Regions from separate parts of the Mus musculus genome. Here all the other regions are linked to region 1. A link is a contact called in public HiChIP or PLAC-seq and Micro-C data. All regions are on one chromosome and are shown on one strand. Each heading gives the region's core, a stretch centred on a gene start, on an enhancer-like site or on the middle of the called end of the contact. The rest is flanking DNA. Distances are from core to core; before and after follow the strand shown.

Region 1 (3,847 bases), core at 1,073-3,572:
GAGCCACCCAGATGGACGGTGCTCACTGGGATAAACAAACATTGACTTTATTTAGTAGATTATGTGACAGGATAGCCAAGCATCAGGAAGAGCCAAGAATTGAAGAAGCTGGAAGAGAAAACAGAACCAAAAGCCCTAAGTGAACTGCTACCCACCCGGGCTTTACGCTGTAATGGTGTGATGTGTATATACAAATGTATAGTTCTATATTTGCTTTAAAAAAGTTAGCCTTGGGAGAACATTTTGTTGGATGACCTTGTCAGAAAAGTAACACAGTAGTTACTGGTAACAGAGGGATACTGACCTTCTTTGTCATTTGGACATGACTTTGTCCTCTACAAATGTGTTAGGCTACATTTATAGGTATGTACTGGCTTCAGGAAGGACACACCTGCCAAGGGACATACATATCCTCCTCTGTTCCTCGGCATCCTACAGTGGGCACCCAGTGGGGCAGGAATCAGGACCCATGTTGTCCGATGACTCCTGAAAGAAAATACTTGGGAAGCTTTTTGCTTTCTGGCTAATTTTTATTTGTTTGTTTGTTGAGGCAGGGTCTCTTGTAGCTCAGGCTAGCTTTGATTGGACCGGGGAGCTGACGGTGACCCTGCACTTTAGCTCCTCTGACCACACACAGTTGCTGCTCCTGCCACTGCTGCTTTGTGGTTTGTCTGTGATACAGGGCCCTTGCTGGTCCAGGGCAGCCTGATGGTGGCTCTCCTGCCTCAGCCTCCTGAGTGCTGGCTGCGGTTAGGCCATCCCCATCCTCCAGCTGCCTTTATCCTGTAATAACTAAAAATCTAAGACAAGACTCAAGGGGCCACACCCATGTCTTTACTGCCATTCCTTTCTCTATTCTTTCACCAGAAGCCCTCATTTGTTTGACCAGGGAACTTCTAGGTGCTTTTTAAACAGACGACAGATTCACCCTAGCGGTAGCTGACCTTAAACTGTAGATCTCCTGTTTTAGTCTCTGGAGCTGTGATTACAGACCATCTGGCCCTCAGAGGTGCTCTTAATTCATATATTAAGCCATTTCGTTGTTCTACCAGTTCCTAATTTCTCCTAAAATATGTTTGGATTTAAGCACTAAAATTCCAGTCACTGTAATTATTGTTGTTGTTACTTTTTGAGACAGGGTTTCTCAGTATAGATAGCCCTGGCTGTCCTGGAACTCACTCTGTAGACCAGGCTGGCCTTGAACTCAGAAATCTGCCTGCCTCTGCCTCCCAAGTGCTGGGATTAAAGGCATGCGCCACCACGACCGGCTGGCACTGTAATTCTTAAAACTCAGTTTCTCCCCAGACAATATAACATTATTCATTTAATCATCTCATCCTTCTGCCCTATGTTATAGTTAATTATGGCTTTTATTTTATTACTTGGTAATAAAGGCTACATTTATTTTTGTAACTGTGTAGAGCGATCTACCACGTGCCTGGTACTGAGTCTTGATATCCCAAGTGTTGACCTGTGATTTGTGTCGGATACAGAGACCCTTCGACCAAGTGGAATTACATAATAAACCATGGGCAGTTTATTCGAGATTTCTTGGAGCAAGAATGAAAGGATTATTACAATACGCGTCTACAGATGCTAGTGGTGTCTAAACTTGACCATCGGGATAGAGGAGGCTAGGCGGCAGGTGGGTGGGCGCGCGGCCCATTCATAAAACCTAGGATTCCCGGCCTGCTCCTCTGATTGGCCCCCGGGAAAGGGGGCGTACCTTGCGGGTGGAGCGAGCCGTCGGCCCAGGGGAGTGGGAAGATCCACGCTTGGGTGGAGCGAGGGGGCGGTCCCTGGTTTTCTAGGCAGGACTTCCTTTCCCCTTTGCCGCGTTACTCCTCTGTCCCCCGGGGTGGAGATGGTATGTTCCAGCTTCTTCTCATGCCGGCCCCTCTTCCCCTCCCGAAGCGGCGGCGCTGCCGCCATTTTAGTACTTCATGTGGAGGCAAAGTCAAAGCCCGGCCTTGAGGGTGTCCGAGTAGGGAGCCCTTCTTGCCGAGTGCCTCGAGGCTGTCCATCCCCAGTCTTCCTCGTTCCCCCGCGTGAAGCCGGCTGGGTTCCCTTCAGGCCGGGAGAGGAGGAGTGGGCGGGGCAGCTGCAAGCGCCCGGGGACGGGCGGTACCATTCCGACGGGGAGGGGAGAGCCGGGATCCAGTGGGCGGTGCCGCCCGGGGGCGGGGTGAGGATCAGGCTGGCCTGCTCCCCGGGGCGGGGCGGGGCGGGGCGGGCCGGCGCAGCGAGGGCGGGGCGTGGGGCGGACGGAACCACCGGGGCGGGGTGGGGAGGTAACGGGACGGGCGCGACCATGGCTCGGTGAGGCAGCGGGGGTGGGGATCGGTTCGGGGGAGGCCTGGGGCCGCTCGCTGGTGCGCTGTCTCCGCCGCCCCCCCTTTCGCCGCCGCCGCCGCCCCGGGCATGTCGTCCAACTGCACCAGCACCACGGCGGTGGCGGTGGCGCCGCTCAGCGCCAGCAAAACCAAGACCAAGAAGAAGCATTTCGTGTGCCAGAAAGTGAAGCTATTCCGGGCCAGCGAGCCGATTCTCAGCGTCCTGATGTGGGGGGTGAACCACACGGTAACCAGCTTCCCCGTGCGCGCCCCCACTCCCTCCGGCCTCGCCACGCTCGCCCCGCGGGTGACGCCTGCAACCCTTCCGCCGAGCCACTTGCATGCCCGCCCACCCGTGCACGCTGTCCGGCCGGGCGTGCACTCCCCGTTCGCCACGCGAGGCCTGGTGTCCCCGTGCTATGCCGTCGTCGTTTCCCCTTCGCTCCAGCCCCTCTGGCTTCTTGTGTCCGTATGCTGGCTCCGTGCAACCCCGGAGCTTCCGAGGGAAGGCCTGGGTGCTGCAACGACGCTGCTTCTACCCTCAGCGTGTTTGTTGCATGGCTATTCCGCTTGTCTCTTATAGCTGGCTACCACATCATTGCTCAGTTGACAGGGCAAGTGGGACTGGCTTGCCTGAATGTTCCTGTTTGTGGTCCTTTGGGTGGTATGGCTGCTCAAAGTTTCCCATCTTCTAGGCCTCCTTACCCCTGACTGTGGACATCCTCTCTGGGTTTCCTTTTTTTCTTCTTCTTCTTCATGAAGACGTATCAACTGGAGAAGCAGAGACTTCTCCAAACCACAGACACTTGACTTGTGTTCCCATGGATGAAGGATAAGTGCGAGCACAAGGCCCGAGGGAGTGTAGACTTGGTTATGGAAATAATGTATCTTCCTCGTTCTTCTGTGATGTTTCAAAGCCATTGACTTCTCGTATGGTTTTCCAGGGTGTGATAATGGTGATTACTGTCTCAGATGAGTGGTCCTTTGGGTCCTGGGTGCTTTGGGATGGTGCAGCAGCCTCTGCCAAGAAGTTGGATGTGGCCGACGTTAGCTGGTTGGCTCTGTTTATGTGCTGTTTGTTTGGGATCTGCTCTCTTTCGGTGGCTTGCTCTCTGCCTTCTCACCGTTTCTTTGTGAGTCCCTACACTGAGAGCAAACAGAGGAAGTGAAAAGACCTGAGGTGCTGACTCCACCAGCCACAAGTTTAGAATGGGGGTGGGTGGGGGGAGGATAACGGGTCGGGTCTCCTTCGGATTTCATTCTTTAGGCTCCATGACTTTTCTGAACACTTGAAATTGTCTACAAGACCAAACAATGACCCAGGGACCCAGGGTCAGGGAGACTTCATTTTCTCTTGCTTTGGTAGAAGACCTAGAGGGTCCTTTGGCTAGAGATTGAGGGACAGCCACCTACACCAGCGTAGATCTCCACGTCTTAGAGAAGAGCGCATGTGTTTGTGAGGTCCTCTCAGGCCTCTTAGTCTTGGGCACATTCCCCTTTTCCATGGAATCCCT
Region 2 (4,063 bases), core at 1,469-3,968, 460 kb after region 1:
TTGGAAGAGCAGCCGGCACTCTTAACCGCTGAGCCATCTCACCAGCCCACGCATCGCCATTCTTAATCCTGTGATTTAATAAAAGATTGTCTATAGTTGTAGGTTCACAGTTTCCCTGTGGGACAGATTTTTTTTGTACAGGAGAGACAGCACAGACTGAAGAAGAATTCTCTCTTGGCCTATTGTTTAGTTGGCTCAATAGCAACCAAGATGCACTTTGCTCAGGGCCTAGTACTGAAAGCAATAAAAGAAGTAGAGAGTGAGCTCTTTGAAAAGTAAATGAATCAGAAGGAAAATGAAAAGACTGAGGAGTGGTGGCTCAAGTCTGCAATCCCGGCACCCCAAAGGCTGAGGCCTCAGTGTGAGAGCCTGCCTTAAAGAGAAGAAACAACAGGGCACGGTGGTTTAGGACTTTAATTCTAGCACTTGGGAAGCACAGATGGGCAGATCTTTGAGAGTTAAGTGCCAACCAGTTTTCATAGTTAATTTCATGCTAGCCAGGGCTATATAGTGAGACCCTGTTTTTGAAAAAGAAAGAAAGATAGAAAAGTAGAGGAGGAGAAATGGAAAATAAAATAGGGAAACAAACCAACTGGTGGTGGGGCTGCTGCTGCTGCCTGTAAGGCTGAGGCAGGAAAACTGCTGAAAGGCTCCGTGCCAGGCTGCTCTATATAGTGATTTTGAGGCCAGCATAGGCTATAGAGTGAAACCCTGTCCAAGAGGAAAAAAAAAAAAAAACATTAAAAACAAAATAAAAAAAAAAGCAAGCCAGCTCTTGCTAGCTCATCCTACAAAGATCTACAAACCTAATATTCAATTGCAAAACATAAGACCAAGTCCACATGAATCGGCAGAGTTCCGGAGCTAATCGGAAAGGGCTAGAGCAGGGTGGAGTTCTGCAATGGAACTCTTCCTGGCAAGGTGAGGGAAGGGAGGGGCGCACATTTCACAAAAACGGATGAGCAGGCCACTGAAACACTCATTCCTGAGCAAATTAGCAATCTGTGAGGGCTAGACAGTAATCGAGTTAGACTGTAGAATTGATGTTAAAGGGTAAACAGCTCATAGGCAGCCTTAGATGGTTATAAATCAATTTTGCTTTGACAGGAGGAAGCCTTTTGTTTTTTTTTTTTTTTTTAAATGCAAACATTTTGAGGAGATCATACACAGTTGGATTAGAATAAACCAAACTGGCAGAATTATGAAGGAAGCTGTTTATAATGTTCTCAAGGAGAAAACCAGAAACAACTGGGTCTCAATTCCAGCTCCACCAATTATTAGCTGTACACAGGTCTAGAGCAAGTCATGATCTTTCTATGTGCCTGTTTTTGCATATATAAAACAGGTTGGGGGTCCACCTCACAGAGCGTCTGAGAGATAAAATGAACGTGTAAAGTGTTAGCAAGTATTCCAGACATATTAAAGGCCCGTCTCTTTAAGAATTGCATCTGTGTTTCTAAAAAGCACGTAGGATTTTTGGAGGAAAGCAGGGCAGGTTGAGGATCCACAACTGTGCTGCCCAATACAGTAGGCATTAGCCATGTGTTGCCCTGGCTGTCCTAGAACTCACTCTGTAGTGAAGGCTGGCCTCAAACTCAGAGAGATCTGCCTGCCTCTGCCTCCAGAAGCCAGTACCACCACTGCCAGGCACCTCATTAGCATCTTTAAAATGCATTACATGATGAAATTATAATCTGAATATATTGGGCTAGGGAGATGAGGTGCAATAACTTCTGTTGTTTTAATTCTATCTAGTGGCTCACAGTGTCATGTCTGTAGGACAGTGCTTGTTTAGTTTTGACTCTACCTTACAAGTTTCTATAAAAGAAATACGCTTTTAGGAATATTTTTGCCTTGATTTAAACATAGGTCTTAGAGATAACTACAGAATGGAGGGAGCCACAGTTAGGATACTTTTACAGAAGTCACAACTGGTAAAGGGTCTTTTCAGTTAAAAAAGCAGAAACAAAAACAAGGGGCGTGGGGGTGTGGCTCAGTGGCATGGCGCTTGCCCAGCCTGTGTAGAGGCTTTGAGTTCAAAGCCTAGCACCACAGGAAGGGAAAAATCCGGAAACAGACAGTTGATCATTATTATCATCTGTGTTTTCTTAATCAAAATCTTACTGTGTGCCCAGACCATTCTGGAACTCACTCTGTAGTCCAGGCTGGCCCATGATGATCGTCCTGCCTCAGCCTCCGTGCCCAGCAATGAAGCATCTTGTTTTAAATATGAAATCGTGGGATCCTGTATTTCTAGTCTTTGAAACCACTCTCCTAAAAGGTCTAGATTTCACTGGTTGGAGCGACCTTGAATAACTAAGTGTTTCCTCGGAAAACTGTTTTCAGATCATCCCTTCAACTGGCTATTTCCTAGGGAAAAAAAAAAGCCTCAGGTCGGGCTCACACCGCTGAGGTGGAATGGCTCTTTCCACGCGTCCCCTACCCCCCCGCGCTGACTTGACCGCTGCGTAGGCTTCCATTTTCCACAGAGCTCCTCCATGCCCTTCGTGGCTCTTTCCTGCCACCGGCCGACGACAGGTGCAGCGCCAAGCGCCTCCTCTCGCCTTCCCCGTTCGCCGACCGCGGCCTCGCCGCCCCGCCCCGCCCTCGGCGCGCGCCCTCAGCGGGGTCGCGCCCGCCCCGCGGGGTCGCGCACGCAGCCGCCGCCGCCTCCCTCCCCGCCCTCCTCCCCTGCCCTCCCCTCCGCCCCCTTCCCCGTAGGCAGCCCGCCCGCACCGCCGCCCGCCCGCCCGCCCGGCCCAGGCACCCGCTGGGTCTGTCCCCCGCCCCAGCCTCCCCGGCGGCTCTCGGCAGGCGGTCGCCCGCGCCCGGTGAATGTGGCTGGCAGCCGCCGTCCCCTCCCTCGCTCGCCGCCTGCTCCTCCTCGGCCCTCCGCCTCCTCCCCTCCTTCTCCTCCTCAGCCGCTCCTCTCGCCGCCGCCGCCGCCTCCACAGCCTGGGCCTCGCCGCGATGCCGGAGAAGCGGCCCTTCGAGCGGCTGCCCGCCGAGGTGTCGCCCATCAACTACAGCCTCTGCCTCAAGCCCGATTTGCTGGACTTCACCTTCGAGGGCAAGCTGGAGGCCGCCGCCCAGGTACTGCGACCCTCGGGCGCCGGGGGGCGAGCAGCGGGCGGGCGGGCGAGCAGTTAGGCCGCGCCCGCGGGCTGGGTTGGAGGCCGGGGCGGGTTGGGCGCGTGGGCCGCGGGACCGAGCGGGAGGCGGGTGCGGCGCGCCCCTCGAGCCGGCCGGCCGGGCGGGGACCGCGCTGCGGGAGTCTGCGGGCGGTGCGCCCCTCGGGGGGCCAGCACACCTGTGTGCAGCGCCCCTGGTCCCCGCCTTCCGGGCCCCGAGCTCCGGGAGAGGCTGGGTGGGGGCTGGGGAACTAGAAGGGGCTAGGACTGCCTGCTCGGTGGCACCCCTGCGGACTGCGTTCTTTCCTGGTCGTCCCTTTACTCCGCCGGGGATAGGTTGGAAGGGGCGGTCATCAGGCACTTGAGAGCGAGGAGGGGCGAGTCTAGAAGGTTGGGGGCAGGGGGGAGTGGAGCGAGAATGTTAATCCCAGGCAGCCTCACCGAGTTCTCCCGGCCTGATCCTGCCCAGGGGCCGGGTTTCCAGGATGATCCGCCCCCTCCCCCTTCCCCTCAAATGACAGTGCAGCAGTGACTTTGTTCTCCCCTAACCTCCAGAGAAGCCGCGGAGGACCCTAGCTCCTCTTCTCCTATCCGCCTTGCTCTCGCAACCTGTGAAGCTGGTGGATTTATTGCTTCAGTGGCGGTTGCTTAGCAGTCCCCTCTTCTGAAAGAAAGCTCTCAGTCTTAGCCTGCCACTGGTGAAAATATTCCATTACTCTTCTTTGCAGTTTTTTTGGTGAATCATACGCTCCTCCCTCCTCCCCGAAGCATTATCTGGCAGTATTGTTTGATTTCGGAGACCATCCATATAGATGGCTCACAGAGGTCTCAAACGGTTACGATAAATAACCATGGGTATGATGTGTTACGTGAGATCGGAAATGAAAATTGGGAGCTGTTTGATAGCTATCTGTGACAGGAGTGGTGGAAAT
Region 3 (3,650 bases), core at 271-2,770, 450 kb before region 1:
CCAGAGCTACAGGAGCCCTGTCTCAAAACCAATAAGACAAACAGCAACAAAAGCCTAAAGTACTGCGGTCCTCTTTTTAAGAATTTTAGATATTACTTTAACAGTTTCTGTGCTTGATATAGGTTAAGTCCTTATTTATTTACTATAAATTGTGCATTACCTCTGTACAAATGGGAAACAAATTAAGCTCAATTTAGATCAATATACTGTTAATTTCTGTACAGAGCCAAGCTCAACATGGTAAACGATGATAATGTTTTCCAAAAATCATCTTCTTTGTGTGTGTGAAGTCATTCTTTTTTTGTTTTGTTTTTGTTTGTTTGTTTGTTTTGTTTTTTGGGTTTTTTTTTTTTTTTTGGTTTTTCGAGACAGGGTTTCTCTGTGTAGCCCTGGCTGTCCTGGAACTCACTCTGTAAACCAGGCTGGCCTCCAACTCAGAAATCTGCCTGCCTCTGCCTCCCTAGTTCCTTTCTTTTTCTTTTATTTATTATATATATATGTATGTATGCGTGTATATGTGTATATGTATGTGTGTGTGTGTGTGTATATATATATACTGTACCTGTCTTCAGACACTCCAGAAGAGTGAGTCAGATCTCATTACAGATGGTTGTGAGCCACCATGTGGTTGCTGGGAATTGAACTCAGGACCTCCTGAAGAGCAGTCGGTGCTCTTAAATTAACTGAGCCATCTCTCCAGCCCCTTCTTTCTTTTTTTTAAACAACATAACTGCTTCTGGTTCTTCAGGAAATTTCACCTTCCCACTTTCTCTAGGAATTAAACCCAGGACTTCAGACATGCTAATCAGGTATGTTGCTGGTGAGTTACAAGTCTTGTCATCTTACAAATCTTACTTTTTTGTTGTTTTGTTTTGTTTTTGTCCAGGCAAGGTTTCTCTGTAGCCTTGGCTGTCCAGAAACTTTGTAGACCAGGCTGCCCTCATACTCAGAGATCTACCTGCCTCTCCCTTCAGAGCGCTGGGATTAAAGGTGTGCGCCACCACCAGGCAAACTCTAAACACCCAAACACTAAAACTCACTGGAAATCTTTCAGTAGAGATTATTTTGTAAGGACCGGTTTTCACTATCCCCTTCCTCATTGGGATTATAGGAGTGTGCCACTTTTCCAGGTGCTCAAAGAGCAAACATTTTGTTTCGTTTGAGACAGGGTTTCTCTGTGTAGCCATGGCTGTCCTGGAACTCACACTGTAGACCAGGCTGGCCTCGAACTCAGAGTTCCGCCTGTCTGCTGGGATCAAAGGCTTGAGCCGCCACCACCGCGGGACGGAAGAGCTAACGCTTTTAATTTACAAATTGTGTAACTGTCGGGATGCAAACATAAACTTTCAGAGAGATGTCAACTCTGGGCACACACCCTTAGACGCCAAGGTGTGAATTCTGAGCCAATCGGAGCCGGGCCTGCTAGAGATCCTGCGGGGAGGACGAAATCAGCCAACCTCCGCGAGACTTTGGTGCGGTTCCTTCTTCCTCCGTCTCACAGGAACACGATTAATCTCGCGATCTTTGGGAAGTTCCGTTGGGGAAGATGGCGGCGGCCGCGAGCACCCTTCTCTTCTTGCCGCCGGGGACTTCAGACTGAGCCTTCCCCGGAAGAGTCGGGGCCGCTGGTGCGCCGCTTCCCCGGAGCCCAGGCTAACTTGGTTCCCCTCTGAGTGGCGGGGAAAGGCTCCCCGGCTCGTGGCGGACCCAAGACCTCCCCGCTGTCAGGATGAAGGCTCAGGGGGAAACCGAGGGTGAGTGACTGGGGGGTGGCGGGGAAGGAGGGGCGGTACACCGCTGCGGCGAGCCAATCCGAGAGAGGAGGTGGGGACCCACGCCCCTCCAGGGCCACCGTGCGTGGGACCGGATCCTGGTGGAATGTGCATCTTAGATCCCGACCGAGCCCTACAGATGCTGGAGCGCCTCCTCCGGGGCGCTGCTCCCCCGTCTCCTCCACTCGTGAAAGGTTTTCTGCGGGACGAGGGACGAGGAAGTTGAGCCTCAGGGTACTTTGAGCTTAGCCCGGTGGGACCCAAGGAGAGGGAAACTGAAACTTGTTGATGCTTTGTTCCAGGAGAGATCGCTGAAGATGACACTAGAACAATGTAATGTCAAAGTAATGGAGGGTGTTTTAGCCGGAGTGACTTGCTTGGTTCGATCTTCATCATAGTAAAAGCGGGCCGTTTATTACTTGGAAGGTCATAGTGTTCAAATACTGTGCTGTGTCTTTACGAACTGCTTTCAGTTGTGCACGACCGGTGGCTTTAAAGCTTGGGGGAGAGGTGTTCAGAACTATAAACTGGCAGGAACAATCCCCAAACCAGTTTCCCAGTTGAGGGAAGAAAAGGGAAGGGATAGAATCTTCTTTGTTTCTTGAGACAAGGTCCCCCTGCCTCAGCCTCCCAAGTGCGGGCTTACACACCTCTCGGCCAGCTAAGAGTTTGATTCTTGGTTCAGATACTCCCTCCCACGACCTGGACTGGCTTATCCAAAAATGAAGTCTCGACATTTGTAGCAAAGTGGACGATACTCAAAATAAGCCATATTAAGATAAATAGCACATTTTCTCTTATGAGGAATCTCGACGTAGGTATGTGTTGGTGTGTGTTGGTTGTGAAAACATGGGACCATGTGGGAACAAAGGAGGTCTGCAGGATAGAAAGGTTAGTGGAATATGAAATGAAGTGAGAGGTTTGGCTGTTTGGAGGTTGGGGCAGTGTGGCTCTCAGAGGGAGAGGACTTGGACCAAGTATAATGGCCTATATGTATAAGAATGCCAAAATGATATGCATTGCTTTGTATGTTAATTTAAAGATAATTTAGAGGCTGGGAATGTAGAGCAGTGGTTAGAGTAATGTCTTCTTGTCCATGGGTTCAATTCCCAGCACCAAAAGAAAAGGAAAAAGGGAGCCAGGTGTGGTGGCCCACAGCTTTAATCCCAGCACCTGGGAGGCAGAGGCAGGCGGTTTCTGAGTTCGAGGCCAGCCTGGTCTACAGCGTGAGTTCCAGGACAGCCAGGGCTACGCAGAGAAACCCTGTCTCCAAAAACCAAAACAAAACAAAACAAAAAAAACCCCTAATTATTTTTTTTTTAAAGATTTTATTTATTATATATGTAAGTACACTGTAGTTGTCTTCAGACACTCCAGAAGAGGGTGTCAGATCTCATTATGGATGGTTGTGAGCCACCATGTGGTTGCTGGGAATTGAACTCAGGACCTTCAGAAGAGCAGTTAGTGCTCTTAACCTCTGAGCCATCTCTCCAGCCCTAAAACCCCTAATTATAATAACGTCTTCCTTAAATTGTGCTCCAAGTATATCCTTCAAGGTGTTGTGAGCCCAAGGGTCCAGTGAGAAACCCTGTCTTAAAAACTAACACGCAAAGAGCCAACTGGTGATGGTTCCTGCCTTAGTCCTAGCACTTAGTAGAAAGAGGCAGGTGGATCCCTGAGTTTGAAGCCAGCCAGACCTACAAAGAGACAAGACAGCCAGGGAAGCTCTGTCTCAGCCGTACCTCATAGCGGCACACACCCATAGGAGGCTGATGAAAGGAGACAAGAGGATGCCTTAGAGCATAGTCTGGGCAAGCCTGGGAGGTGACCCATGTTTATAATCCTAGCACTTCATAGGTAGAGGTAGGAGTATGAGGA
Region 4 (3,787 bases), core at 1,108-3,607, 310 kb after region 1:
GAACTCTGTTTACAGCCTAGGCTGGCCTTGAACTCTCAGTAACTCCTCTGCCTTAGCCTCCTGAATGTTGAGATTTACAGGCATTTACAACCAGAGAAGGTTCTTAGTTGGTATGCACACATGTATGTATATATGTATGTATGTATGTATGTATGTATGGATGGATGGATGGATGGATGGATGGATGTGTTTTAGACATGGTTTCAAGGTTGGCCTTAAATTCTCTGTGTGGCTAAGGATGATTTTGAACTCCTGCCTCCACTTCTCAAAGGTCTGGAGTCACAGATGTGTACCACCATACCTGGCTCCCACTTTTGTTGTTGTTGTTGTTGTTTGTTTCTCGAGACAGGGTTTCTCTGTGTAGCCCTGGCTGTCCTGGAACTCACTCTGTAGACCAGGTTGGCCTTGAACTCAGAAATCCGATTGCCTCTGCCTCCCACATGCTGGGATTAAAGGTGTGCGCCACCACGGCCCAGCTGGCTCCCACCTTTAAAAAGGATTTATTTTTATTATTTTTAACGTGTGTGAGTTCACATGCACAGGAGTACAGACCCCACAGGAAGACGGAAGAAGGCATCGGCTCCCATGGAGCTGAAGTTATAGACAACTGTAAGCCACCCACATGGGTTCTGGGAATAAAACTCAAGTCTTCTTGCAAGACACTGTGTACTCTGAGCCATCTCTCCATCCCCTGTTCTCCTTTTTGAGGAGGTGAGGCTTTGAACTAACTCTGTAGACTAGGCTAGCCTTGGATTCACAGAGATCCACCTGCCTCTGCCCCCTGGGTGCTGGAAAGAAAAGCATGCACCGCCACGTCTACCTCCACCCTCCTACCTCAACCCCCTTAAAGACAAGGATGGAGAAAGAGAAGGCTTCACCCCTGTGATACCAGGACTGCATCCCAGGGCCTGACCCCCCTCCCCCTAGATCCCTCGACATTACCTTCTGGGTTATCCATTCAACTACCACATGTGGAGTGGTGCCATGGGCCAGGGTGAGACCCCTTGGAAATCTAAGGCACGCACAGTCCCTGCCAGCAGGGCCCTTGTGTCAGGAGTGCCTCCAGCGTCCCCCAGCTCCAGACTCTGGCCCAGCCAGCTGCTCTCATTGACACGGGTCAGGCAGTCCTCACACCCAAAGGGGAATCCTGACATGCTGTCAGGGGCCTGGACTTCAAAGAAGAGCAGTAATGGGTAATGGGCTGTCCCAGGCTAGCCCTCCAGGAGACGAGGGTTGAAAGCAGAGGAAAAGAAGTCTGCAGAGTCACCAGGAACCAGGGGCAGGGAGGAGAGCTGCCCAGAGCCCGAGGGTCAGGGACAGAAGGAGGGAAGCTGATAGATACACTGCTGAGCCTGAGCTCAGGAAGCCAGAGTCACAGGGCTCAAGGTCAGGCCCGCCCGCTCTTCCTTCCTCTGCTTGCTCAGCACCTCCTCCGAGACCTTAGGTCCCCGAACCGCAGGTGACCAATAGGAGCCCCCACCCCCACCCCCGAGAATTATCCATCTGGTCTCTCACACCATCAAACACAGACCCGTAGCCACCCACAACCTCACACACAGTGACAAATCCAGAGGTAGGGCTAAGGTAGCCATGGGAGCATGTGACAGACAATGCCTGCCCCCTGGCCTAGTCTCCTCCCTTCAGGGCAGTGCCTCCTGGGCCTCCTCCACCCTTTAGCCCCATTCACAGCTCAGTTCCCAGCTTCGATCGAGCAGAGGCCCCTTCTGACATGCCCTAACAGGCCAAGTTGACAAGCAGGCCAGGCAGGCTGAAGCTCCCACCCCCTCCACTGACATGCATCACATCGGCAGCGAAGCAGGGGACCCTGGGCTGCTCCAGACAGCTGGCACCAGGTGACTCAAAAGGTCTTCCCTACCTGGGCTCTCCTTCTCAGACCACAGTGACACACCAGTGATCCCTGCCCCTCTCAAAGTGGGTCATAGCCAAGGAAGAGGGAGGCTGAGGTAGGGGGCAGGGGAGTATTTTCCATGCCTGGCACCCAACCACCATCTGTCCAGGAGGGAAAGGAACAATCGCAGACAGGAGTCAGCACACAAAATGAAGGTGGGTCCAAACTTTCACCCAAAGGATGTTGGAAGGATTAAATCAACAAAAGAAAGCCTTAGCAGGGTGTGATAGTACCTGTCTGTACTTTCAACTGAGGAAGCAGGACAGTTAGAGGATAGCATAACCGTTTCAAAAACAAAAAATGAAAATCTCAGCACCGACCCAGGGTACACAGTAGGAGCTTGAAAATGCAAGCTGTTTAATATCCAGCCACGTAGCTACTCAGCTAGGCTTGCACAAGACACAGTGACAAGGCACATGCAGAACTTGCCATCATGGCCCCTCCCACTGCTGACCTACAGAGGCACCGTAGCTCCGCCCACAGCTGACCCGAGGCATTTATTGGCTGAGACACACTCCCTTCCCTCACAGGGGGAAGAAGGCCCACAGACCTGGCCTCTAGGCCCTCTGGGAATGGACAACATGAGACCCCAAGTGTGGCAGTAGAGGAGGAGTATGCCAGGCTGGCACGCGAGAGCCCAGCAGGAGGTCGCTGACGCCGAGGGGGCGGGGCTGAAGGCAGAGTCTTTGCTCTCTGTGGGAAATGAGCACTTACTGAAGAGAGGGAGCTCGGAGTCAGCCACAAAGTAAACACCCAGGCCATTGCCAAGGCAACCACAGCCAGTGTGGGTCAGGGCCCACCACAATCCCTCCACCCAGACACCCCTGCGCTGTCTTCGGTCTTCTGGGTGTCCTCTCTTCTGGCAGCTCCCTGTGAGTAAGGGCTTGTAGCCCCATGGCAGGCTGGGGTCTCTGGAATACCTGGCCTGCATCTATCTGTCCCTAGTGACAGGAGAAAGAAACTGCAGCCTCTCCCTTTGGACAGACAGCTCCTAAGGATGAAGGCTACTGCTTTTCAGAAGTGGATTTGCCCTAGAGTGCCTTTGTCCAGAGCAGGCTTTCAGAAACTGCTGGGATGGAATAATAGTTCAGTCAGTAAAGGGCCTTGGGAGAATAAGGACTCAAGTTCAAGCCCAAGCAAGTTAATAAAAATAAATAAATAAAAGTTAAAAAAAAAAAAAGCCGGGCGTGGTGGCACAGGCCTTTAATCCCAGCACTCGGGAGGCAGAGGCAGGCGGATTTCTGAGTTCCAGGACAGCCAGGGCTACACAGAGAAACCCTGTCTCAAACCCCCCCCGCCCCCCCCCAAAAACGTCCAGGTGTGGCAGTGTGTATGTAATCTCGGTGTTGTCCCAGTGCTGGGGAGGCAAAACAAATGGTTCGCTGTGGTTCACTGACCAGACAACCCTAGCCTACTTGTTGGGCTCTAGAAAAATGAGAGGCCCTGTATCAAAATAACAAGGCCTAGGTTAGGACACTAGCTGCTTATACAGAGGTCCTGAGTTGAATTCCCAGCAACCACATGGTGGCTCACAACCATCCGAAATGGGATCTGATGCCCTCTTCGGTCTGATGTCTTCTTCTGTCATGCAAATACAGTACTCATACATAAATAAATGCATCAAAAATTCATGGGGGGGGATGGGGACTTTGTGAAGGGGTAACCGGGAAGGGGGATATCATTTAAAATGTAAATGAATAAAATAATTAATAAAAAAATCAGCCAGGCAGTGGTGGCACACGCCTTTAATCCCAGCACTTGGGAGGCAGAGGCAGGCGAATTTCTGAGTTCAAAGCCGCCTGGTCTACAGAGTGAGTTCCAGGACAGTCGGGGCTATGCAGAGAAACCCTGTCTCGAAAACAAACAAACAAAACAAAA
Region 5 (3,662 bases), core at 1,075-3,574, 330 kb after region 1:
GTAGTATATCAGATATTTACATTACGATTCATAATAGTAGCAAAATTACAATTATCAAGTAGCTACTAAGCCAGGCAGTGGTGGAACACACTTTTAATCCCAGCACTCGGGAGGCAGAGGCAGGCAGATCTCTGAGTTTGAGGCCAACTTGGCCTACAGAGTTCCAAGACAGTCCGGGCTGTTACACAGAGAAACCCTGTCTCAAAGCGGGAGGTGGGGAGGGGAGTAGAAACGAAATAGTTTTATTGTTGGGGGTCATCACAACATGAAGAACTGTACGAAAAGATTGCCGAGTTAGGAAGGCTGAGAACCTCTGCTCTAGAAAGTCATGGAAGTTGAGGCACAACAGATACGGTTTGGAGTAGGCCCCCATCTAGAAAAGATCCCCTCCCAGGAAGAATCTTAGACAGGGTCCCACAGTGGCAGCCGAGTGAAGCTTAGAAGGGAGGTCGGACAGACACCGCAGACTTTTGGTGCCCGTCATAGTGAGTGCTATGGTTCAGACCTCTGGTCCTGCAAAGATCCACTCCACTAAGACAGCCCTATGAAGAAACACTCCCAACCGGTAAGCCGGCCTTCCTGCTTCAGTGGGAGCTAGTCCTAAAGAGACATTCCAGGCCTGAACCAGCCACTCACTTCACAGTCCTCCAACAGAAAGAACCCCATCCTGCTCCCCCTGGCTCACATAGCCCAACACAATCCTTCATCAAGCTGGGAAGTTCTTTTTGCTGTCTAACTCTCATTCTTCCTCTTTCTCCAGCCCATGCTGACTTCTTCCTAAACCTTTTTTTACAGGATTTTTTTTTTGTGGGGGTGGGGGGTCTGGTCTACAGAGTGAGTTCCAGGACAGCTAGGGCTACACAGAGAAACCCTGTCTGGGGAAAAACAAACAAACAAACAAAGCAAAAAACAAAGGCAAAGTAAAGGACCCTGAGAAGGTGACTCAGTTAAGTGCTTGCCACGCACCTGTGGGGTCATGAATTTGGATCCCTAGTGCCCATGGAACCAGGTGCAGAGGGGCAACAGCAGCTCACATCTGTAATCCAGGTGCTGAGGGAGCAGAGGCAGGAGGATCTCCAGGGTTCTGGGCTCAGTGGGAGACCCTGTCTCAGCAAAGAAGGTCGGGTGTAACTGAGGAAGATATTCAATGTCATCCTCAGTCTACACACACACACACACAGACACACAAACACACACACACACAAACACATACACACACACAGAGACAGACACACACACACAGACACACACACACACACCAGACACACAAACACACACACACAAACACATACACACACACAGACACACAAACACACACAAACACAAACACATACACACACACACAAACACATACACAAACACATATACACACACACAGAGACACACACACACACAAACACACACAAACACATACACACACACACACACAAAACAAAAAACAAAAACAAAACAAAACAAAAAAAACCAAAACCCAAAAAAAACCAGGAACACAGTATACACATATACCACCCACAAAACAAACAAAAATCACAAATGTATTTAAGCTGGTTGAACCGTAGTTTCCTTCTCCATTGAACAAAATCGTAAAGACTCTGCATGGTAGGCAAGGCCTTCCTAAGTGTTAACCAAAGCAGTCACTCAGGACCTGTGAGTGCTGGCCTGTTGAGGCCTGGCCTGTTCACTCTCCTGGGAACATCCTACACAAATGGTCTGGTAGTCTAAGCCTTGAAGTTGTTCTAGAGTCTTCTGTCTCCTTCCCCCTTCACCTACTAGGTCACCAAGTCCCAAAGTCTCTGATATTTGTTGCTCTCCGCCCCTTATTCTGCTACACACCGACCCCCACCCCTAACCTCCTTTCCTACCGTCCTCAGTTCCTGTCCTCACTGTGTACCAGAGAGAACATAACACAGGGGCTACCTCAAGTTTCTGCCCAGGCCAGGCCAAAACCTAAGTGCCTGCGCCCAGCCCAGTCTCTCACATCCTCCTGTTTCCTTCCTCATCCCTCCACGCTTCCTGACCACACACACCACAGGAGGAGCCCTCCCAGCCCGCCAGCCTCTGTCCGTGGGGAACCTTCTCCCCAGCCTGTCTCTCTCTCCATTCCCCTCCTCCAGGTCAGTTCAGCCTCCTCGGAACCCCACAGAGCTGGGGGGTGGGCGGCTCCTGCAGACAGCCCTCCGGTTTCTCCAGCCTTCCTTGGTTGCTCTGGGGGGCGGGAGAGGGTCTCACCATAGAATCATGGTAAAGGATGACCAAGCTAGTGAAGGGAAGGAGCAGGGCCTGAGCCCTGTAGTATCCCCAATGCCACCTGCCACACCCTTGCAGGTCTCTTGCCCCCTGGGATGGGACTGAGTCAACAGTGGTGGTGACTGGGCTGGTGGAGGGGTTTAGAAAGATGAGGATAAAGGGGATTCCCAGGAGAATCATCACCCACTCAGTGGGAGTGTCCTTTTCCCAGACCCCACAGAACATAGAGCGAGAAAATGGCTCTCTGGGCGGACTGAAGAATATGCAGACAGGAGCCAGGGGCTGGGATAGGTGGGGTTAGGGGGGAGTGTACCAGGGGAAGAAGGCTAGAGGAGATGGATAGGAATGGCTGGAGGGGGGTGCAGGTCAAGGTGCAGGAAGAGGTGGGAGGGGCAGCAGGGTGGAGAGAACCCTTTCTGGGAAGTGGGAGGGGTGGAGGAGGTTCTTGCTGTGCATTGTGGAGGGAGGAATTGGCCTGCCGGTCAGCGTGAGCTCACTTCCTCTTACCGCCTCCTGTAGGGGTCTGAGGGCATCAGGCTCTGGAAAAAGTGAGCCAGGGGCACCCCAAGGGGCCACCACCCTCCTCCCTGCCCCCACAGCCTCAGCTCAAATCAGCTCTCCTTATAGAGGCAACCCTTTGTTCTGGGAGGAAAGGACCCTGTGCCAGGGGGGCACTGTACCTTGGAACTCTGGAGCTAAGGGCAGAGGGGGACAGGAACTGATGCATGTGTGGAGATGGAGGAACTCCAGGCATTGTAACACTTGGATTACAGTTAGGTGGTAGGGGGGGCTTGGACCTGGGGTGAAACAAGTTAGTCTATAAGTCTTTCTTTTTTGTTTGTTTTGGTGTTTGTTTGTTTGTTTGTTTTGTTTCTCAAGACAGGGTTTCTCTGCATAGCCCTGGCCGTCCTAGAACTCACTTTGTAGACCAGGCTGGCCTCGAACTCAGAAATCTGCCTGCCTCTGCCTCCCAAGTGCTGGGATTAAAGGCATGCGCCACCACTGCCCGACTGCTTTTTAGTTTTTAGACAGGTCCTCAACCTATAAGCTTGGTCTAGCCTGGAGCTCATTAAGTTAGCCTTGAACTCATGATCCGCTTGTTTCAGCTTTTCAAGTATACTATCAAGATTATGGGCATGCGTTAAGTAAGCATCTTATGCAAACCCACACAGGATTTGAACCCAGGCATCTGGGCTCCAGAGTCTACATACTTAATCCACACTTGGTGGAATATTTACTGGCTGCTTAAACCCTGGGTGTGGTCCCTCTCTGGAAGACTGGCTTGAGTTAGAGTCTTGACTGAGGAAGTCTAGTGAGACGGGGGAAGCAGCCCAAGAGTCCCCTAGAGGGAAAGGGGATGAGGGGACCATATGCAGGACAGTACCTGCAGGAACACCAGCCTTTAGGGACAGACA
Region 6 (4,067 bases), core at 51-2,550, 380 kb after region 1:
TGACCTAATGCGAGATGTCACCACCTTTAATCCCAAGTGTCTGCCTCCTCCTGAAGTCCACAGCTCAGCTCTAACAGTATCGTGTTGGCAGTAGGGGAAAACGAGGGAAACGAAACAAGAAATGGAACTTTGTCGCTTGCCCACCCCCAACCCCCAAGCCAATCTCACCTCCCCGTATCCAGCTCCCGGACCGCTGAGCCTCCCATGTCGGTCAGGCTCGCAGCTGAAGCTGCCAGATCTCCCGAAGGCCTCTTGCCGGTCCCATCCCCGCCGCCCGAGCCGCCGTTACAGCTCTTCGTGCGAAACAGGCGACTGAGGCGGATTTTGAAGGAGCCCTTCCGAGAAGGGCCTGCGAGAGGCCGGAGGGGCCCGGGAGGCGGCGGCGGTGGGGGAGGTTGCTGCTGCTGCTGCTCCCCTCGGCTCAAGCGCCCTGGAGGGACCAAGTCCTGCAGCGGAAAGGGCACCGGGGGTAGTTCGGGACCCGGAGGCTGCAGAAGCAGCCGGCCACCCACTCCTCCTCCTCCACGGCCGGGGCTGCTGAGCTCCTCTTCCGAGCAGCTGTTAGTCTCCAGGCTCTCGGCCTCCGATTCCAAGCCCTCCAGGACCAGCAGCGCGTCGCTCGTCTCCGTCGGGTCCTCCCCGGCCTGCGGGGCGGCAGCAGGCGGCGGGGGTTGCGGCGGCGGCGGCTGCGGGGGACACGGGCACGGACAGCAGCCTCCGCCGGCAGTCTTGATCCCCGGCCCCGCCGGCTGTCCGAGCCCCAGGGCCGCCAGCTGCGCCTCTAGTCCAGCCACGGGACCCCAGGTCCGCTCGAGCGCCAAGCCCGGCGGGAGGGCCTTGGGATCCAGCGCGCAGCGGTGCCGGGGACACAGCAGTTCCGAGGGTCCCGGCTCCCGGGCCGCCTCCGCGTCCTCCTCCTCCGGCGGCCGCCCCACGTTGCGGAACACCATCAGCTGAGGCGGCCGGGCGCCCCGCGAGCCGGGCCGCGCGAGGAAGGGTGGTGGCGGCGACGGGCCATGGCTGTGGCCCGGGGGCGGCGGCGGCGGCGGCGGGCCTGGCTCGGGGGCGGCCTCTCCATAGCCGAGGAGGCGGCTCAGGACCCGGTACGAAGCGGCCGCCGCCGCCGCCTCGCCGTCCCGGAGCTCGGCCCCCTGCATCGGGGTGGCGAAGGGAGGGAGGGCGGGCGGCTAGGAGCCGGGCTGGGTGGGGACTAGGCCGGGCCCCGCCGGAGCCCCGCCCGCCGCGGCCCCCGGAGCGACAGCGCTAACGGCCGCCGCGGCCTCTGCCTCATAGAGGGGGCGGGGGGGGGGGGGCGCGCGGAGCCCAGCGCGAGCCCAGGCCGCGCGCTGCCGCCGAGGACCGCCCCTAGACGTCACTTCCTGTCCAGGGCCCGCCCCCTTTCCCCAGGGTGCGCAAGCGTCGGACTCCACTCTGCCTGACGTTTCTCTTGGCCCTGGTAGCTATTGGCCGTCTGCTGCATCTGGGGCCTCCGTGGTCTCCGGCACCGACCCCTGCTTTTTCACTTCCTGGGCGCCCGGGCCCTGTCCACCGTCCTGTGTAGAGCAGTGCAGGCCTCGGGACCCGGGTCTGGACCTGGGAGAGGGTCGTGGACCTTGGCACTGTCTGGGGGTCTTGTCCTGTCCATGCTGCCTGGAGTGTGTGACCTTGGCCAAGTCATTTCATTACATCTGCATCCTCTTTCCTAGCATCCGATGAACTGTGGAATGACTACATGAAAATGGGTTGTAGAGCCTGCAGTGTGCTCTTCCGTGCCAAAACAACTGGATCTTTGAGAAGACAAGAGTGTGTATATAGTTAGCATAATCTCATCATGAATTTGAAATGAAGAATGGATATACACAATTCCAAGAAATGAAGATATACAATAGCCAATTCTGTACGACTGATGGCCAAATACATCCTTCCACTGATTGTTGTCATAGTGTATGTCATGTTGAGGATAGAATCCAAGACGTGGCACGTGCTAAGCAACAGTTCCATCACCAGACCTCATTCCCAGCCCTTCCCAAAATGATGACAAGTGACCAAGGACTGCAATTGTAACAAGAATTTTTACTAATATTTTCCTCTGTTGATGAAAGAGAACAGTGAAAAAGCAAAACCTGATCAAATCATCAATCATGGGGGCAACTTTGCTGAGTCGGAATTGGTTTCAGTGACGGGGAAGAGTTCCTTCAACGTTTTTGTGCCATTGCTAATGTAACACCTACAGATAGATGTACAGGAGATGTAAATCAGAATCGCTGTCATAATCTCCATCACTTAAAAAAAATGTATGTGTATGCACATGTGTGTGCAGAATCCGAGAAAGGGCATCAGATCCCCTAGACCTAATTATTAGCTGCCCCAAGTCCCTGGACATGGGTGTTGAGAGCTGAGTTCTGACCCTCTGCAAGAGCAGAACAAGCCGTTATCTGCTGAGCTAGCTCTCTAGGCCCCTCCATCTCTCTTTCTTTCTTTCTTTCTTTCTTTCTTTCTTTCTTTCTTTCTTCCTTCCTTCCTTCCTTCCTTCCTTCCTTTCTTTCTTTCTTTCTTTCTAGACAGGGTTTCTCTGTGTGGCCCTGGCTGTCCTGGAACTCATTCTGTAGACCAGGCTGGCCTTGAATTCAGAATCATGTCTGTGCTGGGAATGAAGGAATGTGCCATCACCACCCAGCTCCCTATACCCCTTTTGTTTTTCAGACAGGGACTCTCACAAGTATCAGGACTTAAGTTTGGATCCCCAGCACAGTATAAAAGCCAGGCAGAGCAGCATGTGTCTGTGATCTTCGCACTTGATGTGGGGTGGATCCCGGGAGCTCCCTCACCAGTCAATCTAGCCAAATTGATGAACTCCAGAATCAATGAGGAACAGGCACATTACAGAGCCATCTTCCCAGCCCAGTGGGGTCATTCTGAAATAGAAATTTGCTCACAGCCTGTGATTGTAAAGATGTATTTACATATATTTCTCTGCACACCAAAAGACAGCATCAGACCCATTACAGATAGTTGTGAGCTGCCACGTGGAGTCCTGGGAATTGAACTCAGGACCTCTGGAAGAACAGCCAGTACTCTTAACCACTGAGCCATCCCTCCAGCCCCACAGCCTGTGATTGTAGTTGTTCATGCTTTCTGCATTCTTAGGATAGAGAGAAAACCCTCTATGTGACATATAGGGTCCTAATGGTTTTGCCCTGCCTACGTCTTACTCTTACACATTGCCCACCAAGCTGTATCTTGTCTGTTCAGTTCTGCTAACACCGTTCTTTTTAAGACTTATTTATTATTATACATAAGTACACTGTAGCTGACTTCAGACACACCAGAAGAAGACGTCAGATCTCATATTAAGGGTGGTTGTGAGCCACCATGTGGCCGCTGGGATTTGAACTCAGGACCTTTGGAAGAGCAGTCAGTGCTCTTACCCGCTGAGCCATCTCACCAGCCCAGTTACACCGCTATTTTCAACATTCATGGGCATTCTTCTGTTATTTGCCACTGCTACCCCTTTTTTCTCCTGCAGTGTCAGGACACAAATCCAGTGTTTATATCTCCAAAGCAAAGCTGCAGCTTGACCAGTGGCCAGCATCTCCCACCTAACTAAGCTCCATTCTCAGATAAGTTTTCTCTCGGGTTTGTGCTCAGTGAACTGGCCAGCCTTCAGACTGAACTCTCTCCTCACCAGACCGGGGAGATGTACGTTCTCTCTCAACTTCAAGACCCAGTCTCTGTTACGCTTAATTGCACATGTGTGATTTGATTAACACTCTGTCCAGACTAGAGAGATGGCTCAGTGGTTATCACTGACCACTCTACCAGAAGACCCAAATTCAATCCCCAGCTCCCACACAGGGGAAGCTCACAGCTCCCAGTCCCAGGTGACTGCATCCCTCTAGCTTTCACGTGGGCGTGCCCATACACAGGTGACTAAAAATGAAATAAGTCATGGAGCTAGAGAGATGGCTCACTTAAGAGCACTGCTTACAGTTTGGAGAGATGGCTCAGAGGTTAAGAGCACTGACTGAGTTCAAATCCCAGCAGCCACATGGTGGCTCACAACCATC
Region 7 (3,877 bases), core at 1,110-3,609, 400 kb before region 1:
TTTATCTTCCTGCATTCCTCTCAAGTGCTGGGGCTTTTGTTGTCTGTCTCTAGCAAGCCCAGAAGGATTCTGACCTCAAGCAGTCCTTAAGCGGCATTACAGGTTGGGATTACCTTGTGGGATTACAGTCAATATAAAATCATATTCGTTGAATATTTCCATTTGTTAACCTCTCAAAAATCCAAATTAATTAGAAACCCAACAGCTTCACTGAGTACTGTTCTAAATGAGCCCACAGCACAGTTGGTAGACCAATGAGGCCAGATTTTTTTTTCTTTCCCATACTTGTCTGTCAACTTTTCTCTTTCTCACCTTTTCTTGACTTGCAGTTAAACCTTTATCAGTAATTCTTGCTGGGAGAAACAGCTTTTGGATGCCACTAAACTTTGTTTTTTGTTTTTCCCCACTGCCTGAAGTAAATACTTTTAAAAGCATGGGGGGGAGGAAGAGCTGGAGAGATGGCTCAGAGGTTTAGCGCACTGACTGCTCTTCCAGAGGTCTTGAGTTCAATTCCCAGCAATCACATGGTGGCTCCCAACCATCTGTAATGGGATCAGATGTCCTCTTCTGCTGTGTACTCAATTGTGTACTCATATGCATAAAGTAAGTATTTAAAAAAAAAACATGTGGGACTCAGAATGTCTCATGTGAACTAGGTTTTTGTGGGCCAAAGAACTAAGTTTTTTAAAGGTAGTTTGCTTAGGAATGCCTCTTCAGGGAAAAAAAAAAGTTCTGTCAGGCGTGACAAATGCCTTTAATGCCAGAACTGGAGGCAGAGACAGGTGGATCTCTGACTTCCAGACGACCAGAACAGGCTTCATAAACAATCTCAAAAAAAAAAAAAAAAAAAAAAGGAACATTTTATTTTAGGGACTATAAATCATAAGTTTTTTTTAAAAAAGGTTCACAACATTTTGCTCTTTTAGTTTTTAAAGAGGACCAGCCTTTCTCTCTTTTTGTACACATTTGCTTATTTCATGTATGTGGGTATACTGTAACACTTTTGCTCTTAAAAGTTCATCTTTTTCAAGTTCTAAAACTAAGTAGAAAAGGTCTGACGACAAACTCGTAATTGCTTTGAGCATAAAATTGGAAGCAGTATTAAGGTCTAATTAGGACGGCTGGGATTTATGGTAGTTTTTAATATTTCAGGTTTGGTACATTTTGTAATGTCTCTGACGGAGCAATTTCACTCTCGGTTGTTTCATAATTCGTGGAAAATAGGTCATAGATTTTGGAAGTCTTGAAGGCTGGAGTTAACAAAAAGATGACAGACTACCTTTTATACTAGGAGCGAAATCCAATGGAAGAGTTTCCTATGGGCAACCGCCCCCGCCTACTCGCTCCTACATGCTTGTTTCTCCCGCCGAAATGGCGTCACGCCGTGGCTCTCACGAACCAGCTCTCCGATTGGAGGGTGAGCAGCCGCTGCAGCCCATTGGGCGCCAGCGGCCGGAGGGGCGGGGACGCCAATGGCCCTTGTGCCTTGCCCGCCCCCACCCGATTGACGCCAGCCCCTCCCCCGGCCCAAGGAATGGGTACTGGGCTGGGGCATTGCACCCCCTGATCCCGAGGTGTAGCCTCGCTGCCAGCTCCTGTGCAGAGCTGGCGCTACGTCCTCCTCTTAGCGCAACCAGCTCCTGCCTTCTGGAGCCTGGCACTGAGAGCCATCCGCCCCGCAGGGGCCCCCCAGGCCTCCCTGCAGCACCCCGTAATGCAATTCACCGGGGTGGGGGAGGCGGCGGCAGCACCTACGGCGGCAGCGGCGGCGGCACTGCCCCAACCTAGAGACGTCTAGAAAGAGGAGGAAAATGGCTCCGAGCAGGGACCGCCTGCTGCACTTTGGGTTCAAGGCGACAGTGAGTGATAGAGGACGGGAGCTGGGTGGTCAGAAAGACGTGGGTGCCAGCTCAGGCCGCCGGGGAAGTGATCAGATCAGAGCTGGGGACCCTAGGCTGAAAGCTCAGGTTCCGCGTGGGTCGCTACGTGCCAGTGAGCCCTCGCAGTGCTGGAGGGGATCCGGTGATGTTCCTGTCCCTGTTCTGCTCTTCTCGCCGGTCCGCGGGCACGCGCGCACTCGCACCCGCCCCACAGCACACACACCGTGCCCCCCCCCCCCACGCCCGCGCGCGCACCGAAGCAGGCGCGCACTTGGGCACTTCCCTGCTTCTCCTTGTCCTGGTGGGCTGGCGCCCGGTCACCCCACGTTCCAGGCGCTCGCGGGCTCACCGTCCGGGGCTGCGCCGGGTGGGGGAGGGGTGGGCTCGCGCCGCCGCCGCCGAGCGCTCCTCCCCTCCCCCGACGTTCCGAGGCCCGGGCGGCTCTGCCCAATGAGGAGCGGCGTTGCTGGCAGGTGGGGAGTGTTTTTGTTTTGGGTTGAAGTTGAGGCTTTGGAGAGGACCGAGCTAGCGACTGGCAGTCGTCGCGGCCGCGGACGCCGCGGGCGGTGGTGGAGGCCCCCGCGGGACTCGAGCGGTCGCTCCTCCGCGTCGGCCGGGCGAGCCTCGCCTTGCTGCCGCCGCCGCCTCCCGCTCCCGGAACTCCGGGGCCTGCCCTGGCCCCTATCTTTGCACTCCGCACGCCGCAGCGCCCTGCCCGGGCCGCACCCGCCGGCCCCATGAGGAGGGACGTGAACGGAGTGACCAAGAGCAGGTTTGAGGTGTGAGCTCGGAGGGGTCTCGGGCGGCGGCGAAGGCCAGCTCTCGCACCCCAAACAGTAGCTCGACCGGAGCCTCCTCCCTTGTGCGGCCCGCCACCCGCCCCCGATGCGGCCGCCGGCGTCCTCCCCTGCTTGCGACCCGCAAGCCCCGCGCACCGGCTTGCCTCGCCTTCCGGGAGGTTCGCCTGCTGCCCCTTCCACCCGCGGGCCCTGGCCGGGATTAGCCCTGGCGCCCTAAATCCCCCCTCCCCCATAACACCCAGCTTCCCATTCTCTGCCCAGCCCTTGGCTAGCCTCCTTCCACCACGCAGTGAAAGCACTCAGTCCCCGACTGGCCAGCGCCTGCTGCCTTCGTGAATCTCCACCCGAGCGGGAATCGATTAGTCCTCGGTGGAAGTAGGAAGTTGGGGGTGGTAGTAAACTGGGACGATAGAGGCGACTGTGGGGTTTTCGTGCTGTTTGGATATTCTAATACTTCCTCTTCCCCGTGTAGTCTAATACTTTTGTGGTTCATTGTTTATTGGGAACTTAGATATCTGTTCCGAGAATGCGAGGAAGGTCTGAGAGCCTTCGGAGAACCCATTCCTGGTTTGTTTTGTTTTGTTTTTTTGTTTTGTCTTAAGTTTGTCCTCTGAAAAGGAGGTTTGTAGTCTTGGAATGGAACCGTACATAGTCAGAAAGATCTTTAAAAGCGAGTTCACGACTGAGAAAGGGATTCCTTTGGGAAGTATCCTAAGTACTGGTGAAATGAAATACAGTAGTTTGGAGATGTGCTGGAGGTTTCATTGGTAGGCCGAGAGACAAAGAAACTTACACAAGAGAAAATGTTACCTGGCCTTTTCTGGCAGAGGCTCAGGCTGACTGACCTGTGCTGGGCCCAGGCTCAGTGTTCATCTCACTTGCTGGCTTCCTGTCTCCTCTCTCTTGTTGTATTTTTAACACCCAGTGTTTCCCTTCAGCTCCCTTTAAAAGATAAATTTGAGACAAAAAGTTTGTGGGCTTCGGGTGAAAGTCTCACCTAGGGGCGAAACTTCTGTATAGTCTTAGTATTTCTTGAAAAAGTATTTATAGTTATAAAGTTAAGGTAGGAGGGAGAGCTGTGGAGAGACTGTAAATTCAGACTTAGTATGCCAAGTCGCAGTGAGGAGTGGAGAACTTCATTGGTTACATTAGAGTTTTCATTTGTAACTTAATGGTGGGTTGGGGGAGAGGCATAAT

The links. A called contact is a pair of places that touch in the nucleus more often than the background predicts. HiChIP or PLAC-seq counts read pairs in DNA pulled down with a chosen protein or histone mark.
Region 2: a contact with region 1 is called in a Micro-C map of embryonic stem cells, with 5 times the contacts expected there. The contact joins the promoter of Npepps here to the promoter of Pip4k2b in region 1. A contact is called at or near these places in 1 of 39 promoter capture datasets (liver), 1 of 484 Hi-C or Micro-C datasets (embryonic stem cells), 2 of 115 datasets of contacts at active chromatin or transcription factors (embryonic stem cells and pancreatic cancer cells) and 1 of 9 other capture datasets (adipose tissue).
Region 3: a contact with region 1 is called in a FOXA1 HiChIP or PLAC-seq map of pancreatic cancer cells. The contact joins the promoter of Med1 here to the promoter of Pip4k2b in region 1. A contact is called at or near these places in 4 of 39 promoter capture datasets (cranial neural crest, liver, neural stem cells and 1 more), 2 of 484 Hi-C or Micro-C datasets (CD8 T cells and cortical neurons), 5 of 115 datasets of contacts at active chromatin or transcription factors (astrocytes, embryonic limb bud, extraembryonic endoderm stem cells and 2 more) and 2 of 9 other capture datasets (adipose tissue and liver).
Region 4: an H3K27ac HiChIP or PLAC-seq map of trophoblast stem cells shows a contact between it and region 1, with 11 read pairs. The contact joins the enhancer-like site here to the promoter of Pip4k2b in region 1. A contact is called at or near these places in 2 of 39 promoter capture datasets (hippocampal neurons and pre-B cells), 4 of 115 datasets of contacts at active chromatin or transcription factors (embryonic stem cells, extraembryonic endoderm stem cells, pancreatic cancer cells and 1 more) and 1 of 9 other capture datasets (liver).
Region 5: a contact with region 1 is called in an H3K4me3 HiChIP or PLAC-seq map of embryonic stem cells, with 11 read pairs. The contact joins the enhancer-like site here to the promoter of Pip4k2b in region 1. A contact is called at or near these places in 2 of 39 promoter capture datasets (embryonic stem cells and pre-B cells), 1 of 484 Hi-C or Micro-C datasets (embryonic stem cells) and 4 of 115 datasets of contacts at active chromatin or transcription factors (embryonic stem cells, extraembryonic endoderm stem cells and pancreatic cancer cells).
Region 6: a contact with region 1 is called in a Micro-C map of embryonic stem cells, with 4 times the contacts expected there. The contact joins the promoter of Socs7 here to the promoter of Pip4k2b in region 1. A contact is called at or near these places in 6 of 39 promoter capture datasets (the 3T3-L1 cell line, hematopoietic stem and progenitor cells, liver and 1 more), 1 of 484 Hi-C or Micro-C datasets (embryonic stem cells), 4 of 115 datasets of contacts at active chromatin or transcription factors (the SCID.adh cell line, extraembryonic endoderm stem cells, large pre-B cells and 1 more) and 2 of 9 other capture datasets (adipose tissue and embryonic stem cells).
Region 7: a Micro-C map of embryonic stem cells shows a contact between it and region 1, with 4 times the contacts expected there. The contact joins the promoter of Fbxl20 here to the promoter of Pip4k2b in region 1. A contact is called at or near these places in 3 of 39 promoter capture datasets (erythroid cells, hippocampal neurons and pre-B cells), 4 of 484 Hi-C or Micro-C datasets (CD4 T cells and embryonic stem cells) and 2 of 115 datasets of contacts at active chromatin or transcription factors (embryonic midbrain and microglia).

What each region holds. Positions count from the first base shown.
Region 1 is chr11:97,743,179-97,747,025 of GRCm38.p6, reverse strand. It overlaps Pip4k2b (phosphatidylinositol-5-phosphate 4-kinase, type II, beta), which reads left to right and starts at 2,322. Exons shown (of 10, transcript NM_054051.1): 1 at 2,322-2,580. The coding sequence starts at 2,422. It overlaps Cwc25 (CWC25 spliceosome-associated protein), which reads left to right. Exons shown (of 10, transcript NM_026186.4): 10 at 1-1,556. Mir8102 (microRNA 8102) reads right to left here and starts at 2,129; the gene lies at 1,991-2,129.
Region 2 is chr11:97,279,231-97,283,293 of GRCm38.p6, reverse strand. Npepps (aminopeptidase puromycin sensitive) reads left to right here and starts at 2,718. Exons shown (of 23, transcript NM_008942.3): 1 at 2,718-3,093. The coding sequence starts at 2,836. Gm11592 (a long non-coding RNA gene) reads right to left here and starts at 2,600. Exons shown (of 3, transcript XR_001780313.2): 1 at 2,153-2,600; 2 at 590-711; 3 at 1-68.
Region 3 is chr11:98,191,163-98,194,812 of GRCm38.p6, reverse strand. Med1 (mediator complex subunit 1) reads left to right here and starts at 1,520. Exons shown (of 17, transcript NM_001080118.1): 1 at 1,520-1,754. The coding sequence starts at 1,730. Gm38963 (a long non-coding RNA gene) reads left to right here. Exons shown (of 4, transcript XR_880193.2): 4 at 776-877.
Region 4 is chr11:97,433,846-97,437,632 of GRCm38.p6, reverse strand. It overlaps a transcript of Arhgap23 not described here. Among named protein-coding and RNA genes, the nearest start is that of Arhgap23, 14 kb to the left of the region's middle. Within about 2 kb of position 2,357, at least 374 of the 459 cell types and tissues checked have an H3K27ac peak or open chromatin away from gene starts, as enhancers often do. A contact at or near this core is called in embryonic stem cells, extraembryonic endoderm stem cells, liver and 3 more, where this site is marked.
Region 5 is chr11:97,411,358-97,415,019 of GRCm38.p6, reverse strand. It overlaps a transcript of Arhgap23 not described here. Among named protein-coding and RNA genes, the nearest start is that of Arhgap23, 37 kb to the left of the region's middle. Within about 2 kb of position 2,324, at least 60 of the 459 cell types and tissues checked have an H3K27ac peak or open chromatin away from gene starts, as enhancers often do. A contact at or near this core is called in embryonic stem cells, where this site is marked.
Region 6 is chr11:97,359,525-97,363,591 of GRCm38.p6, reverse strand. It overlaps Socs7 (suppressor of cytokine signaling 7), which reads right to left and starts at 1,300. Exons shown (of 10, transcript NM_138657.4): 1 at 169-1,300. The coding sequence starts at 1,157.
Region 7 is chr11:98,148,098-98,151,974 of GRCm38.p6, reverse strand. It overlaps Fbxl20 (F-box and leucine-rich repeat protein 20), which reads left to right and starts at 2,359. Exons shown (of 15, transcript NM_028149.1): 1 at 2,359-2,659. The coding sequence starts at 2,618.